Linked DNA regions of Arachis hypogaea: region 1 is linked to region 2. Evidence: chromatin contacts called from public Hi-C data. All regions are on one chromosome and are shown on one strand. Each heading gives the region's core, a stretch centred on a gene start, on an enhancer-like site or on the middle of the called end of the contact. The rest is flanking DNA. Distances are from core to core; before and after follow the strand shown.

What was found. Hi-C and Micro-C count contacts between places; a contact is called where the count stands out from the background.
Region 1: a contact with region 2 is called in a Hi-C map of leaf, with 5 times the contacts expected there. The contact joins the promoter of LOC112783210 here to the promoter of LOC112783274 in region 2. A contact is called at or near these places in 2 of 8 Hi-C or Micro-C datasets (both in leaf).

What each region holds. Positions count from the first base shown.
Region 1 is chr20:92,477,629-92,480,726 of arahy.Tifrunner.gnm2.J5K5, forward strand. It overlaps LOC112783210, which reads left to right and starts at 1,399. Exons shown (of 16, transcript XM_072229990.1): 1 at 1,399-1,942; 2 at 2,492-2,542; 3 at 2,625-2,855. The coding sequence starts at 1,796.
Region 2 is chr20:92,308,229-92,311,376 of arahy.Tifrunner.gnm2.J5K5, forward strand. It overlaps LOC112783274 (CDPK-related kinase 6), which reads right to left and starts at 1,507. Exons shown (of 11, transcript XM_025826152.2): 1 at 510-1,507. The coding sequence starts at 1,076.

The DNA.
Region 1 (3,098 bases), core at 149-2,648, 170 kb after region 2:
TTTTGTGACTTGTGAGAGAATGAAGGGGAGGGGGTTATGTCGTTCTGCTGACTGTTGGGTTTTGTTTTGGGCCTCAAAATGGTGCCATTTTGAAAAGGGAGTAGTGAATTGGAGAGTTTAAAAACCGGTCTGTTGATTCAGCCGATTTTTTAAATGATTTTTTTATAAGAAAATGGGTTAATCACTAAAAATGTTTTCGAATTATTCAAATAAAAATGCATCTGAATTTTATTATTGACAAAAATGTCTTCAAATAATTTAAAAATACAACAAAAATATTCAACAGTAAATATATATTTTCAAAAAATATCTTAGAAATTGAATTTTGATATTATTCTTTACAAGAATGATTAGAAAAATGAAATATTATTATTCTTAAAATTTGGTGACTTTTTTGCTGAGTATATCTTTTTTTGTAAGTTTTTAAAAGTATTATTAGTTGTTAACAAAAAAAATTATAAAAAATATATACTTAACAAAAAATCACCAAATTCTAAGGATAATAATATTTTATTTTTTTAATTTTACTTACAAAAAACTTGCATCAAAATTCAATCTCTAATGTATTTTTTGAGAAATACATATTTAATGTTAGATAATCTTGCAAAAAATCTAATATTAAATATATATTTGTCAAAAAATACATTAGGGATTGAATTTTAATGCAATTTTTTGTAAGAATGATTAAAAAAATAAAATATTATTATTCTTAAAATTTGATAATTTTTTTGCTAAGGATATATTTTATTGTGATTTTTTAAAAGTATTATTGGTTGTTAACAAAAAATTACAAAAAAATATATACTTAAAAAAATCACCAAATTTTATGGATAATAATATCTTATTTTTATTATCATGTTTGTAAAAAATTGCATCAAAATTCAATCTCTAAGACATTTTTTGAAAATATATATTTATTGTTGGGCATTTTTATCGCATTTTTAAATTATTTGAAAGCATTTTTGTCGATAGTAAAATTTAGATGTCAGTATTTAAAGAATTCGAAAACATTTTTGGTGGTTAACCTAAAAAAATTTTGAAGCTCAGTTGAATCGGTCAGAGAACTCATTTTCTCCTAACTCGATCCTGGCTTGTCTAATTCGATTTTAGAATATTGAATTTAAGGTTGGATTTTAGGTGTTTAGGATGAATCCGATGAAATATTCGGATCAAGTTAAAGTCTCATCAAACCCAATCCCAATCTGGTCCATGCACACTTGTAGCTCATATTGTGTGTAAATGATGGACCCAACCCAAAAGCCAAAAAGCTCTGGAAATCTTTTTTATTTTGTGTTTGGGCTGAAATCTTGTAAGCCCGTTCTTAAGCTTACAGATAATGAAATGGGGCTTGGCCCAATGAAAAGGGCCCAAATAAGTAAGAGCGTATGATCCACGCCCGAGAGGGAAAGCGTGGGGGAGGGAGTTCAGATGGAAGCAGAAGCAAGAAGTGAGAAAATCCCTATAAATTGCATCGGCACCGTGCCGGTCGAAATTCGTCACAGCCAATCATCGTGCCACTCTCTGACTCTCATCACGCAAAAGAAAACACACAAGACTCTCACTGTTGTTTAGCTCAACGCACTTTAATCATCTTCGTCCCTCCAAAACCCTCTCAATCCCCCTTTCTTCTCTCTCAATTCCCCTATTCATTCTCCGTTCACTTTTTCTTTCGCTCTCTTTTCGATCTCTCAAATTCTAGGGTTAGGGATTTCTCCTTTTTCTTCAATTTTTTTTCTTCGACTGAGAGTCACCCGCAGGGTGCAGACGTGGGGGCACCCTCGCGATTTCTTCTTCAATGGAGGCCACGGCTGCCGTTGCCGCTGCCGCCAACGCCGCCGCTGCTGCTCGCGGCGCCTCTCTCCAGTTACCGCCACCTCCATCACGCAAGGAATGGCGTGCTGTTTCCGAGCACCATCATTCGTCGAGAAACCCTGAGGACGAGGTACTGATGTGGTGTGCCAACACCTCGCATTATGTTTGTGGTTTAGGGGAATGATGCTGGAATATGAGCGTTGTTCTAAATCCAAAAAAAAGATGATTCCATCCTTTTGTTTGTTTTGTTGCTAGGGTTTGGCAACGTGTTTTGATGCTGTAGTCCTTTTTTTTTAGTCTGAAAACAGATGTTGTTTGGTGTGTTTCATGGTCATTAGTTTTGGCAAGTGCACTTGAAGCATCTAAGTTCTAAATATTTGAATGTTCGACTTCTAGTTCTTATTTATATTCAGTTGTTTATTATGTTATTTGTTATCGAGGGAACAAGGCCTATACGTTTCTAATGTCTGATAGAATGTTGTCTCATATCAATGTTGTTAAAGGTTGACATAGCGACAGTGCTGAATGCTGGGTTTGGGTTTTGGTCTTGGTTTTTGTCAACACCATTGCTGGGCTTGATTGCCTTCTTTGCGTATGGTTGTGTGTGGTGTGAGAACTTTTATCACTTTGACTGTTTGTTATTTGTTTGATTGATAATGGGCATATGTTTGGCATGCAGGAGCTAGACAACTCAAAAGTAGGGCAATCGGATGAGAGAACCATTTATGAGGTAAGGTGATGACTTTAGAAGCTGCTTTTATTTTAGGAGTTAAGAACTTGGAGATAATTTCCACCTGTTTTTCAAGGTGCAGCAAGGAAGAGAGCCTCTTGATGTCGATTTCTGTTCGATAACAGTGGATGGAACAATAGACAATGATATTTTGCAGCAGCAGATTCATGGTGTTGTAAGGCAAAGACAGGAATTACAGCAAATGGAGATCGAACTGAAAGCTCAAATGATTGCTAGAACTGAGATAATGGAAATACGAAACACCTATGATGCTCAACTCAAAGAACATGTTAACAATGCCAGTAAGCTTCAGGTGCGAGTTTAAACATCCATGTATCTTATGTGTTAATACTAGTGTATATGCATTGCAAATTTGAGCTTAGGTTATCCTTACACAATTTTTTTTTTATTTAAATAATGCTCTTTCAATGTTAAAAAAAACGTTGTTGTAATCATGTTTTCAATTTTTATGTATTATTCAAGGGCTATTTTACAATGCAAATTGTAATCAAGTTTTACATTGCCAATAGTTTAACATAGATTCCATTTTCCCTCA
Region 2 (3,148 bases), core at 257-2,756:
ACCCCAGAACTAACCAAAGTGCTAGCTAGCATTATTAAATTATAAAATCCTGCACTGTTTAGATTTCATACTTCTGAGTTTTGTATACTCTTCTGGTGGTACTAGCACTGACTTAGAAACTGCCAAAAACAGCTATTAGTTTACATCCACAACCAAAAGCAAACTTCGAACTTTAGTACACAAACACACCAGCAGATTCCATAAGGGGGCATACATCATTTTTCCAAGTAGAGAACTTGAATGCAAAATTTAATTCCAAAATTTCACGAACAAGTAACCACTAATTTCGCTAAATCTTCACTACACTACTAACACCTAATTACAGTGCAAAAAAGGGTCACAAAATTCAAGAGCTAATAAAAAATTGACCAATAGTCAACGAAACCAGCACCAAGAAAAACCGTATCAAATGATCTTCACAATTCACAGTTCAACATAGTAGCAAAGACAAAAGCCCAATTTATACCTGATCAACATACATAAGAAATCACCAACAAGAATCTTCTTACCTTAGCTTTGGATATGATTTTAACGGCAACTGATTGACCCTTAAGGTCACCCTTCTTCCCTTTAGCCCAGCAAGTATGACCAAAATGCCCTCGACCCACTTCCTTTCCTAGCTCGAACTTCGCACCAAAGTTCTTAAAATAACCAAAGCTCTTATCAAGGGACCGCTCTCCACCTTCTGCGCCGGCACCGCCACCACCCCCTTCACCTTGCTCCTCCGGTATGGGACCGTCTTTTGGCTTCGTCTTCCCCTGCCTCCGCAGCAGTGCCGCCATAATCGGCTTCGCCGGTGACGGGGGAGGCAGCGGCCAACGGAATTTTCGCCCTGGCGTCTTCGCCGCCGGCGACGACGCCACCCCCGGCGGAAGCGGACTTGTGAAGGGGCTTGTCGAGAAAGAGTTCGCCGGAGTACTCCTCCCGGGAGTGGCCGTCGAAGCATCGCTGACGCCAGACACGGAGTTGTTCCCTACTGCTACCGGCGCCGGCGAGACATGCGGCGGTTTGACGTGGTGATTGGCGGCGGCGCCCTCGTTGTCGACAGCGATGCTCTTGCTGCAGCAATGGCCCATGGCGGTGATCGGCGAGAAAAGTCAAAGCCTCAGAAGCTCCAAAAACGTCGCCGGAGAATTTGAGAAAAAATAAAAAAGAAGGAAAAAAAACACTGTAGAGAGAGGAAGTAAAGAGAGAGACCGAGAGAGAGAGAAGAGTTTAATAAGAAGGAAGAAGAAAGAACTAAGGAGAGAAAGGAGAAAATTGAATGAAAAAAAAAAAAAAAAAAGGGGGAAAGTGAGAGTTAATTTTTTTTTTTTTATTTTGAAGTCAGAGAATTAATTTGAGCTTAATATGGAGACAGTCCAACTGTATTCATTTATTGGGTGAAAGTAAATTGCTTCGTTACGTTGGTTGGATCTTTTCCTTATGTTTTGAATTGAACCACCTCCCTATAATTCCTCTTAAAAGTTAATAAATCCAATGGGACTATTTTATATTTCTCAACAAATTTCATAATCATCCATATTTTTAATCTTTGTAATATTATATTACTATTTGTTATAATCATCTTGCAATGATTATTTTTTTGGTTCTAAATATATTTGGGGTCGATAACCATATGATTTTCCTTTTGGATTTTGTGGCCATTTAAAGTAACAACGATGTAAACACCACATACCGCGTAACTTGTACCAATATTTTAGTGTTTTTGGATTTCAATGTGTTTTTAACTTTCTATTGCATATTGTATGGTTTTTAAATTTTTACTTTTTATTTCCAAGAATCCTTTGTCCTCTTTTCTAATATTGTTGATAAAAAAAGGGTAAAAAATAAGAAGTGTAATATTTTTTAAAAGATAATTTTTTTTGTTAGAAGTAAAAGATAAATTAGCATATTTATACTCTTATTTTTTATTTTTAAAATAATTAAAAATTAATCTAATTAGCTATCTTTTTAAATCTTAATTAATATAAATAAAACAGAGTTAAAATCGATTTAATTAATACTGAATGTACTATTTTTTATTTAATTAAAAATGTTTAAGGATAAAGATGAACTCCCTCTTTTTATGCCATTGCATTTTTTTAAAAAATAATATAATAATGAAATTTATTGTCAATACTTTTTTTTTTCATGTAACTTTTCATGGGCTGGCGAATAACAATGTTGAGGAGACTGTGTCAATGTCTTTGGAGTACAGAAGAATATACGAGGATTTTGCAATTGAACAAAAGAGAACTCGTTGCTTAACAGAAACTTCTCGGCGAATGGCATCACATAATCATTGACGTTATGTTTCGGTAAGCTTTTGTATTTTTGTGTAATACTTTTTTGTATTTTGGGTTTTATTTGGTCTTCCTTTTGGTTGCCAATTTGAACATGATAAATCATACGCCCATGCATTCATACAAGCGACCTGAAAAAGTTAAAATCATATTCATCAAAATCAAACTAGTAAAATTGATCCGGTCAAGTATACTTATTTTTTCTTTTGATATTAGATTATTGGATTATAGGTAATTAGTATTTTTTTTCATTACAGAATAATTAAATTTTACAAAATTACATCTACTTAATCTTGGTATTATGGATTATGATAAAATAGATTTATAAAATTAAGAGATGAATTTTATAAAAAAAAATTGCAGAGACAAAAATTTTTATTGGTCAAAGAGACTAAGGTTTTGTAGACCACAACAAAATTCAAGTGATAAGCTTTTTAGTTATTATTTTGTATACAAGAATTTTGTTGACTTATTTAATTTATTATTGTGTAAAAGAGTTTAATTTTTTTTATCAAGATTCTAAAAATTAAAATTGATTACCGAATTATTTTAGTTACTAATTCATTAGTTTAGAGATTCAACAGATTAAAACGTAATTCAATCAAAATAACTAAATTCTTATAAAATAATATATAAAATTATAAAATTAACATACAAAAATATAATATATTCTAATGTATATTTTAAAATATATAAATTAAAAGTACGATATCAATCAAAATTATATTGTGCTTGTTTGGACACCATTATTTTGATAAAAAAATAATTTTTTTTAATGAAAAATTTTTTTTTTATTTTTTAGTATGTTTGGCAAACTTTTAGTAGTAAAAATAAAAGTACTAGAAAAATTAAAAAAACATCTT